Regions from separate parts of the Ovis aries genome. Here all the other regions are linked to region 3. The links are chromatin contacts, called in public Hi-C maps. All regions are on one chromosome and are shown on one strand. The core of a region is the stretch at or near the end of the contact, and the rest is flanking DNA. Distances in the headings are between cores, read along the strand shown. Region 1 holds the start of HMCES (5-hydroxymethylcytosine binding, ES cell specific). Region 2 holds the start of EEFSEC (eukaryotic elongation factor, selenocysteine-tRNA specific). Region 3 holds the start of RPN1 (ribophorin I).

The links. Hi-C and Micro-C count contacts between places; a contact is called where the count stands out from the background.
Region 1: a contact with region 3 is called in a Hi-C map of tail adipose tissue, with 2.6 times the contacts expected there. The contact joins the promoter of HMCES here to the promoter of RPN1 in region 3. A contact is called at or near these places in 3 of 16 Hi-C or Micro-C datasets (liver, muscle and tail adipose tissue).
Region 2: a Hi-C map of liver shows a contact between it and region 3, with 4 times the contacts expected there. The contact joins the promoter of EEFSEC here to the promoter of RPN1 in region 3. A contact is called at or near these places in 5 of 16 Hi-C or Micro-C datasets (blood, liver, omental adipose tissue and 2 more).

The regions. Positions count from the first base shown.
Region 1 is chr19:59,035,655-59,039,018 of ARS-UI_Ramb_v3.0, forward strand. HMCES (5-hydroxymethylcytosine binding, ES cell specific) reads left to right here and starts at 1,796. Exons shown (of 7, transcript XM_060402692.1): 1 at 1,796-1,901; 2 at 2,582-2,787. The coding sequence starts at 2,605. It overlaps COPG1 (COPI coat complex subunit gamma 1), which reads left to right. Exons shown (of 24, transcript XM_027957854.2): 24 at 920-1,408. The coding sequence ends at 1,050.
Region 2 is chr19:59,390,262-59,394,006 of ARS-UI_Ramb_v3.0, forward strand. It overlaps EEFSEC (eukaryotic elongation factor, selenocysteine-tRNA specific), which reads right to left and starts at 1,422. Exons shown (of 8, transcript XM_027957861.2): 1 at 647-1,422; 2 at 1-119. It overlaps RUVBL1 (RuvB like AAA ATPase 1), which reads left to right and starts at 1,588. Exons shown (of 10, transcript XM_042236698.1): 1 at 1,588-1,802. The coding sequence starts at 1,662.
Region 3 is chr19:59,164,423-59,167,916 of ARS-UI_Ramb_v3.0, forward strand. RPN1 (ribophorin I) reads left to right here and starts at 1,802. Exons shown (of 10, transcript XM_027957856.3): 1 at 1,802-2,114. The coding sequence starts at 1,833. It overlaps LOC121817306 (a long non-coding RNA gene), which reads left to right. Exons shown (of 3, transcript XR_009597475.1): 3 at 1-508.

The DNA.
Region 1 (3,364 bases), core at 546-3,045, 130 kb before region 3:
TAGGAATCGTGTGCCTTCTCTCCCACACTTCCAACCGGGCAGCGTGTTCGCAACCTGCGCGGCCTGTGCTGGGCGTGTCCGTGTGTCTCGAGTGGCTTCACTCTGAGTGTCCTGTGTACTGACGGGCGCTCAGCATCTCAAGTGCGATCTGCCATGATTGCTCTCACCCCCTCTGACGTGAAACAGCGCGTGCATTCTATTTATTTCTATAGTTTCCACTGAGTTGGTTATTCCTTTCTGATAGGAATGGGGTTTTTAAGCAGTTCTGGGAATTTTCAAACACACACACGGAACCCCCGTGCACTCCTCCCCCAGCCGTAGCAGCAAGCATCTCCACCCAGATGCGGTCTCCACCCCCAGATTATTCTAGGGCAAGCCCCATACATAGATATTTCGTATGTAAATATTTCTGACCCGTTGGTTCTCCAAAAGCTAATGAGCCAGTGCGCTTGCTGCACCTGGGACTGTGAGCAAAGGGAAGTTCTGTTTTCTGAGTGTTTATAAACAGGGTTAGGAAGTGGCTCTGCTCCAGTGCCCCGCTCACAGCTGGCCGCCCCCAAGCCTGCAGTGCGGCGCCCCATCCCCTGGGCTTTGCAGACGCCTGCACTGCGATTTTGCCCTGGTGGGGCTGTCCCTCGGTCTGTGACCTTCGATGCGGTCTGAGAGCCTCGGTGATGTCGCACAGAACCATACACGTCCAGTGGTGCATCGGGGCTTGGCAGCAGCGTGACATGCAGACTGATCTCTGCCGAGGTCACTGATGACGCTGTAGTTCAGAGAGGTGTAGTGACGTGCCCAGCGCCTCGCACAGCTCCCGTCTCACCCCAGAGCTGCCTCTGCCAGCTGTGGCACGCCGCCCTCAGCCCAGCCCCGCAGCCCCCTCCGGCCTTACGCGCCTGCCTTCTCCCCTCCCCTGCAGGCGTGTTCCGGGGCGGCCATGATGTCCTGGTGCGCTCCCGGCTGCTGCTGTTGGACACGGTCACTCTGCAGGTAACAGCCAGAAGTTCGGAGGAGCTGCCTGTGGACATCGTCCTGGCGTCTGTGGGCTAAGGGGCCAGCTTGCATCGGATCACGTCCTCCCCTTTCCCCGAACACTACGCAGGAGTCGCGCCTTCCTCCTGAACCCAGTGGAAGCTCCTTTCCAAGCCTGTGTATTGAAAAGCAATTAGGAATCACTGAGGGTCTTTTGTTGTGTTTTTCGTTTTCTTAAATTGACCCCCCGCCCCAAACCCCGCTGCTGACAGTGACTCTTTAAATGGCGTAATTTTAGCTCATCCTAGAACGTCGTGCTGCCTTGCCTGCCAGGGAAGGGGCATTGCAAATGAATAAAGTGCTTGCACCACCTGACTTTATCCCCTTTGGAACCATCATCTTATCCCTACAAATAAATCAGCATGTATTTATTGAATGACTGCTACTTCTGCAGACTCGTGCTTAGGGGTCCGGCTTCTCTGCCGCCCGTAGCCCTTTGCCACAGTACCTACAGGAGGCAGGACCCTCTCACGGGCCTCTGCCCGTGCCCCACACCCCGGAGCGGGAGCAGCACGGGCTTGCTGAGGGGATGACAGCCGTGGGCGGGCACAACCACCCTCCTGTAGGAGATGGGTGAGGTCTGGGGGTCTGGGTGGGCCGAGTGCAAGGTCTGAGGTGGGGGTGCAGTCCTGAGGCTGGAGGAACAGCCCCGCAGAGCGGAAGGCCCTGGTTTCCGCAGCTGGGCTTTTAAACCCAGGTGTGGTGGTTTTGCCAATACATATGTTTTGCCTATTTTTAAAAACCTTGGCGTCGACCGTTAAAGATTCGTATTTGGGGTGGGGGTAAAGGTGGAGGCCTTGCAAAGTATTCCGGTGCCCACTGAAGTGTGAGTGACCCGTGATTCGGGCCGTTCCCGGCCCCTCCCCGAGGTTAGTCATGCAGGCAGTTCACCCCGCAGGGGCACGGCCAACACGGAGGACGTGGACCCCGAGACTATCCGTCTCCTTGTCCGTCTCCTTGTCGGGCGCTTTCAGGAGAGCCACGTTCCCGGGCAGTCCCTGGGCGCAGCGCGGGAGCGGGCGCAGCGCGGGAGCGGGCGCAGCGCGGGAGCGGGCGCAGCGCGGGAGCGGGCGCAGCGCGGGAGCGGGCGCAGCGCGGGAGCGGGCGCAGCGCGGGAGCGGGCGCAGCGCGGGAGCGGGCGCAGCGCGGGAGCGGGCGCAGCGCGGGCCGGGAGGAGGCGCCGGCGCGCGGGGGGCGGAGCCTGTCACGGGGCGGGGCCAGGCGGCCGCTGGGGGCGGGGCCAGGCGCGGGCGCGCGAGAGCGGCGGGCGAGCTGCGGGCGAGTCGCGGCGGGCGCGGGCGGCGGCGGCGCTCGGCTCTCGGGGTCAGCGGTCCTGGAGCGGGCGGAGCGGGGCTGGGGGCGGCGGCGCGGCTGGGCGGGAGGCGGCCCAGGCGGGGCGGGCTCCCTTCTGTCGGCGGGCCGGGCCGCGCCGGGCCGCGGGGCGGGCGGCGTCCCCGGGAGCCGGGCGCGCGGGCCGGGGCTGGGGCTGGGGAGAGGCGGGCCGCGTGGGGCGAGGCCCGAGTCCGACTCCTTCTGGCCCCGCGCGCAGGGCTCGCGGTGTGGGCGCCGAGGATGTGCGGCCGGACGTCCTGCCACCTGCCCAAGGAGGTCCTGGCCCGGGCCTGCGCCTACCGGGACCGGCAGGGCCACCAGCGGCTCCCGGAGTGGAGGGACCCCGACCGGTACTGCCCCTCGTACAACAAGAGCCCGCGGTCCAGCAGCCCGGTGCTGCTGTCCCGGCTGCACCTGGAGAAGGTGAGCGCCGACCTGATCTGGGTCGTTTAGGGATCTTAAAGAGAAAAAGGAGCAAGGGGATCGCTGTGCCCCTTAGGAGTCCAGCTTATCAGACTCTCTAGGCTTAGGGCAGCGCCAACACTAGCCTCCAACGCCTCTGATGTTTCTTGAACGCTGAAGCTTCTACCCTTTCTGCTCGTTTTATCTCTAACTGAAGCCAGGAACAGAGGTGTTTGGTCTGGTATTCCAGAGTTCGATTGCTTTCTTGTGTTTCTAGAATCGACATCTGTAGTCCTGGAGTGGTCAGTAGTTTATAATGTTTTGCTTCCTTGCTTTATCTCCTGAGAGAGAGAGGGGGAGTGTCTGTATATATGCAGTGTAGTAAAAGTGCTTCATTCCGGAGAGTGATAGTTTCTCCTTGTCTTAGGTATTTTGAATATCTTTGATATGTTTTAAAATCCTGCTTGTTTCCTTCTTCAATTTGGTCCATAATGCATGAGACACTTCACAAAGTTGCTTGAACCCCTGTTGCTCACTTTTTTCTTTTTCACGTTTTAGGCCCCACCATGCAGCATGTAGGGAAAGTGTTCAGTGACCA
Region 2 (3,745 bases), core at 172-2,671, 230 kb after region 3:
TCTGCGGCCAGGTCCAGTTTCTCTGCACGCTGGACCTGCAGTCTAGGCCTGGAAAGGCATTTGCTCAATTTGTGATTTTGGACAAACTCCATCCTCCTTTAGGGCCTTAGTTTCCGCACCTGTAAAAAGAGAATGCTGGGTCAGATCAGATTTCTGAACCCTTCTTTAAGCAGGAAAAAAAAATGCAGCCGCTCTGGTGGAAGAGGAGGTGGGGGACAAAAGTTTCCATTCACTGACAGAAACCACTACCAAGTCCGGTTAAGATCCAGTGTGTAAAATACACGCAGCAAAACTGCCTGACTCCGTGGGAACGGGGGGGGGGGGGGGGGGGGGGGGCGGGGTTCCAGAACCGGGCAGAAGCCTTAGCTATGAGCCAGACACTGACGCTAAAATGACGGACAGCAGCGACGAGGTCTGCGCTTTCACAGCGCCTGCAGTTTAGTGGGAGAGGCTGACTCTGACCGGACAGTCATGCAAGTAACTGGAAACCTAGACTCAGAAGTGATGACGGAGAAGCGCAAGGAGAGACGAGAGTCAGCAACCACTGCAGCACGATGTGGCTTCAGGCCTGTCTCAGCCCCGATCCAGAAAGGCCCCCCTGAGCTCTGGGCAAGTCCCTCGTTTCTCTGGACCTGAGTCCACTTACCTGCGACATGGCAAAGCACCATCTTCTCCTAAGAACGTTAGCCTGCCATCAGGGTTCCGTGTGGGCATTACCATATCACCTTCTGGTGCCTTCCTAGGCTCTCCAGCTGTTCCAGGTGGCCTGCTTGGGGCTTGCACACCTCACCATCGCAAGCTTCCCAACTAAGGACTAAGCTTGTTAAGGCTGCAGACTTTGTATTTAAGCCTGCATCGTGGAGTGTCCGGCTCAGAGCAGGTGCAAACCAACGTTTATTGAACGGATGGGTGGATGGGAAGAGCACACTGTTCCAGGCAGCGCTGACATTTTCATGGAACGGACAGGACGCAGCCGCGGGATGACCGTCCAATCCGAGGGCTGGGATGAGGGTCCCACAGGCTGCCGCGCCTTAAGCCCTCAGCAGAAATTCCAACTGCTGATTACTTGCTGCGCGCTCTTGGGTGACTTGCGGGGCCTCTTTGCGCCCGCATCTTCATCCGGACTAGGAATTACCCTAAACGAGTAAAGCGAGAGGCGGAGGCGAGGGGACGCAGAGGACAGGCCCCTGAGGACGCTGAGCACGGCCTCCCCGAAGACGGCGGCAGGAGTGGCTGTCAGAAAGCTGCTCAGCCGGCGCAGGTCGAAGCTTGAGTTCTAAACCTGTCTGTTCGTCTCCGACACCGAGGTCGAACTTGAGCTCCGCAGAGCGGTATCGGTTCGAACGCGCTCACGGCCGGAAGGCCCGGTGAAGAGCGGGACGCGCGCCCCTAGTGAGCCGCAGCGCCGCCCGGCTAGTCCCTACCCAGGAAGGAAGCGCCCCCCGCGGGGGAAGCCAACCGTGGGACACCGCCGGAAGCTGGTGGGCGGGCCCTACCGGCAGCCGCGACGGGCGCAGCCAGGAGCCAATGGAGCGCGGAGGCGTTCCCGCCGCGGCCAATGGGACGCCGACCTAGGCGGGACCAACCGCCTGGTAACGGCCTCGTGGTGACGGGGTGCGCGCTGCCTGGGCTGTGCGGGCTCGGGGGCTGCGGTTGTCAGGATGAAGATCGAGGAGGTGAAGAGCACCACGAAGACTCAGCGCATCGCCTCCCACAGCCATGTGAAGGGGCTGGGGCTGGACGAGAGCGGCCTGGCCAAGCAGGCGGCCTCGGGCCTCGTGGGCCAGGAGAACGCGCGTGAGGTGTGGCGCGGGCGGCGGGGCGGGCCTGGCGGGGCGGCGGGGCGGGCCTGGCGGGGCGGCGGGGCCGGGGCTGCGGCGGGGCGGGCCTGGCGGGGCGGCGGGGCCGGGGCTGCGGCGGGGCCGGGGCTGCGGCGGGGCCGGGGCTGCGGCGGGGCCGGGGCTGCGGCGGGGCCGGGGCTGCGGCGGGCGGCGGGGCGGCGCGGAACCCTGCTCTCCCGGACCGCGCGTTTCGGACACAACGTTTAAACCGCCCAACGGGAGTGTTAGACTTTGGGGACGGGCTCTGGGGGGCTTTCTGAGAGCGCATTGCGAGGCCCTGGGATTTTAAAGCCGGCAAGTGGCCAGGCTCGGCAGGTGACGGGTACCGAGTCCTTTTTGACCATTCCACTTAAAGCCCATATCTACCGAGGGATGGCGGTGCCCGGTCCTTTCTGCTGCATTATTATCACAGAACTATTCAGGCTCTTTTTTTTTCTTTTTTTTAATTGTTGCTTTTTTTGTAGATGAAAAAATTCAGGGTGAGAGACCTGTCCACCCAGCCCCCTGGCGACTCAGTTTAGTAACACTGGAGTTTGTGCCTGTGTTTCTGACTCCTGAGACAGTGCTGTCTGTGTAGCAGTCCCCCTCAGCCCGTTGCCAGGACCTCTGCTGTGGCTCAGCAGCTCTCAGTCCAGGCCAAGACTCTTGCCCTCTAGCCTAACTGTGCTAAGAAAGGGCCAAAGAGAAGCCTCCATTCTGGACACCATGCTTGCAGAGGGGAAACTGTGGCAGGATTAAGGTGACTAGCTTCTCTTTATCCAGCCTCAGCTGTCTGAGAGGCTATCACTGCAGAGTCGCTGCGTCCTCTCCACGTGCTAAGCAGCCCCGTTTCCATCGTCCTATCGTCCCCTCCATCCTTAGACTGCCCCTCTCTGCTTTTTTATGGCACTCTTCTGACGTACGGCAAAACTGAAAGAGCTGTGTACCTGTGTGCCCAGGTTCTACAAGCGACACTTCACGCCGTTGCTTGTCTTCTGTCTGTCCATTTAGCCCTCCAGCAGGCTGCCTTTGCATGTCACGCTCAGTCGCAGACATTAGTATACTTCACCGTAAATCCGATAGCATTCGGGCCTCGGTGTTACGAATTCTGTTTTTGGACGAGAAAACTGTGTTTCACAGAGATCAGGTTATGGGTCTCAGATTACTCAGCTGGTGCTTGGCAGAGCTAGGCAAGGCAGCCTGACTCCAGAATCCACGCTGTTAACTCAGCTGCTATGTGCCTCCATCTGAATATGAGCTTCCCAAGGATAGAGACCGGGTGGTGGTAAATATCCAGAACCTGGGTTATGATAGGGACTCAGAATTTATGTGCTGACTTATTAGTCATCCCACCGCTGCCGCCAGGTCCTTGTTTGGGTCTGGTCACATCACCAGCCTCCTTGGTGTTTAATAGGCTCACCTGAAAAATGAGAGTTACAGCTCTCTAAAGGCCCTTCCAGTTCATGCTTTTTAAATCTTGGAATTCACTGGAAGAAGCTCACTGGAGAGAAGGAACCTAAATGGAAGCATATTAACGGGAAGAGGGGGTGTGTGAATAAGAGCACACAGACAAGGCTTGAAAAGTCTTCCTCCTCTTTGAATCGCCCAGAGCTCCAGTGCTGAGGGTTATGAATGATGTCAGAGGTCACTGTGGAAGGACCTCAGTGGCTCCTTTTTCTTTCTGAAAATGCGACCTCTGAAGAATCTCTTCTGGGCTGTGAAAGTGTGCCGTGCTCTCCCAGCTGAGCCAGAAATGGGGTGGAGCACGTCCACGTGGTTTCCGTGAACCTGTGTTTTGAGGGGCTGTCTAAGTGTGAGAGCAAGATACGTCTCCACAGTCCGTGGGGAAAAGAGAGAGAAGAGCAGGTGTTCACAAGACGTTGTCAGCAAGGTGCTGTCCAGGGAGAAAACCTGTGACCTGCCTT
Region 3 (3,494 bases), core at 552-3,051:
AGAAATCCCAGGGCTGATCTCCTTCAGAATGGACTGGTTGGATCTCCTTGCAGTCCAAGGGACTCTCAAGAGTCTTCTCCAACACCACAGTTCAAAAGTATCAATTCTTTGGCACTTAGCCTTCTTCACAGTCCAACTCTCACATCCATACATGACCACAGGAAAAACCATAGCCTTGACTAGACGGACCTTTGTTGGCAAAGTAATATCTCTGCTTTTTAATATGCTATCTAGGTTGGTCATAACTTTTCTTCCAAGGAGTAAGTGTCTTTTAATTTCATGGCTGCAGTCACCATCTGCAGTGATTCTGGAGCCCCAAAAAATAAAGTCTGACACTGTTTCCACTGTTTCCCCATCTATTTCCCATGAAGTGATGGGACCAGATGCCACGATCTTCGTTTTCTGAATGTTGAGCTTTAAGCCAACTGTTTCACTCTCCTCTTTCACTTTCATCAAGAAGGTTTTTAGTTCCTCTTCACTTTCTGCCATAAAGGTGGTGTCATCTGCATATCTGAGGTTATTGGTATTTCTCCCAGCAATCTTGATTCCAGCTTGTTTCTTCCTGTCCAGCGTTTGTCATGATGTACTCTGCATATAAATTAAGCAGGGTGACAATATACAGCCTTGACATACATACCAATGGAAAACCAGACCCCCCCCCCAACCCTGATAAAAGAGCCTCAGGACTTGGACTCTCAGTCACCTAAAAGAATATGCTAATTCTCTATGTAGCAGAACAAAGTCGTAAATTCCATTATGTTTATTGGGATATGACCACAGGCCTATTGATAAATGTCTACTGTGTAACTATCTAGGCTTATGACACATGAATCATGGATTAACTTTGATCGTATCTTTTACCTTGTTCGGACCAGTTTCAGGGAATTTGGGGAGGTGGGTTTGAGCATGTACAGTTAGGGCATATAAGGTTTTTCACAAAAACTGGTCGGGGTCCTTGGCTAAGAGCGCTGCCTTGGGCCCGGCGGTGTAATAAACCGCACTCCGCCATCTATCTGCACTGTCCTTCTGAGTGACTTTGCTTCCCGCAACGCTTGCCTACAGCCGGATGAGCTCCTGCTTCCTCCGTCTTTGAGACGCGCTCGTGCGCCCGGGGTCCAGGGAGGCACTGAAGACGCACACACCCAGGAGCTGGGGCCCAGGCGGCTCTGAGCCCCCAGGGCCGAGCGTCCGCGCCGCCGCGCTCAGGGGCGACTGCCGCCTCCCGGCCCCCGCTTCCGGGAGAGCGAGTCTGGCCTAGGCCGGGGTCTCGCTGCCTTCGAGCACCGGTGATGTCTGGTGCGCGCCGGCTCACTCACGGAAGCGATCCGAGTCCCTGGGGCCGCGGAGCTCTGAGGCCCAGGTCGCCCACCGTCTTCCAGCCCTCCTCCCGCCCCTCTTCCCCGCCAGAGCTAGGCTCCCCGCTAAAAGCACGTCTCCCGTCCTTCCTTCAGACGGGCGCGCAGCTCAGAGCTCCGCCAAGCCGCTTCTCGAGGCAGTCAGGAGCGGCGCCAAGTGTCTTCAGGTTCACAGAGAGCTCGGGGGCAGCGTTCCCTAAGCTGGAAGGGAACACGCCGCCCACCCGGCGGCAGCACTTCCCGGGGCGGCGGCGGCGCGCGCCCCGCGTCCGGCGGTGGGGACAGCAGGCGCTCGGCGGGCCGCCCGCGCGCAGGCAGGCGCTCGGCGGGCCGCCCGTTGCCGTGGAGACCGGGTCCTCGGGCGGGCGCCGCCATCTTGGGCGCCGGCCGGCCAATGGGCGGCTGCGCCGTGGCGGACGCGGGGCGCGCGCGGGCGCGCGGGGGGCGGGCGCCCTGCGGCTCAGCTCGGTCCCGGCCATGGAGGCGCCCGCCGCCCGCCTGCTGCCGCCGCCGCCGCCGCTGCTGCTGCTGCTGCTGCTCGCGGCCTGCGCCCCGGCGCCGGGCCGCGCCTCCTCGGACGCGCCGCCGCTGGTCAACGAGGACGTGAAGCGCACGGTGGACCTGAGCAGCCACCTGGCCAAGGTGACGGCCGAGGTGGTCCTGGCGCACGCGGGCAGCGGCTCCTCGCCGCGCGCCGCCTCCTTCCTGCTGGCGCTGGAGCCCGAGCTGGAGGCCCGGCTGGCGCACCTCGGCGTGCAGGTGAGCGGGGCGGCGGGGCGGCGCGGCGGCCGCCCCGGACACGTCAGCAGCGGCCCGCGGCGCGGGCGGCCGGGCCCCGGGCCTGCGGGGGCGCGCGGCCGGAGCGCGGGGGCGCGCGGCCGGAGCGCGGGGGCGCGCGGCCGGAGCGCGGGGGCGCGCGGCCGGAGCGCGGGGGCGCGCGGCCGGAGCGCGGGGGCGCGCGGCCGGAGCGCGGGGGCGCGCGGCCGGAGCGCGGGGGCGCGGGGAGCCGCCCCAGGCCGCAGCGGTCGGAAACTCGGGTCTCCTGCTTCCAGGGTTGTGCCTCTTTGAAACCGTTGCGCACAGAACGCATTTCTTACGGCTGCGAGGAACTCTTGAAAAAAACAGTTCTCTCTTCTTTAAGTTAGTTTAAAAACTCGTGCGAGTCATAGGGTACAGAAGAGGAAAGTCCAGTTCTCTGCCTCCCCCGACCTGTTCTCATTCTGACAGTAAAGCAATAAATGGATCCCCAGTCGGCTTCTTTTCTTCCAGGCGTTTCAGTCGTCAGTTTTACGTCCCTCGAGGAGGCAGTGTTGGCTTTGGGCGTAGGGAACATACATATGCAGAGGTTTCCCTTTTATTGCTGTTCCCATTAGACAACATGCATTAAGTGATTACCCAATTATTAGTTGGGAAAATAGTCATTACAGTGTCGTACTTCTGAACTTGGAGCTGTAGAGTTGCCTTTATAGAGATCATGCTTCCGAAATGACTCCTGTTCCCTCTCAGGCCTCCTCCATGATGTAGGGCGCAGGTTTGCTTCAAGCTTTGTGGAAGGATGGATTAAAACTTCACTTTTATGTGCTGGACTGTCAAGTCCTATTCTTTTATAAAAGCTCCTCCTACCCAGCGAGGCTGCCAGAGTGTGAGACGACTACAGCAGAAGCTATCTGGCCATCATGCCTGGAGAGCCTGCTTCGAACCTGGGTTGCTGTACTGGTGTCTTACTGAGAATTTACCTGGTGTTGGGTGTTGTGGTCGGTATTTTAAGGACATTCGCATTTAACTCTCACAACAGCCCTTTGGTGTGTACTCTAACTGCACGTGAGGGCTGGAGTCTGGGGGATGAGTTGTTTAAACCCCTGCCTGCAGTCTTAGGGTAGAGTCAGGCCTTAGGCTGGTTTGTTTCAGACCTCATTTGTGTTCTTCAGCACACCACACTGCCTCTTCTGGCCTAAGTGAGAAGAGGCAGGGTTCTGCAGGAGTATAAAACCTGCGGTCCGGTCACCAGATTTATCCAGAGTCAATTTTATTTTATTTTTTTTTTGAGTCCAAAAGAGAGGCTTTTTTGTACCTCTGTCTCAGTGGGGGACATAACCGGATGATAAACTTAACCAAGACGATGCATATTTTCCAACAACT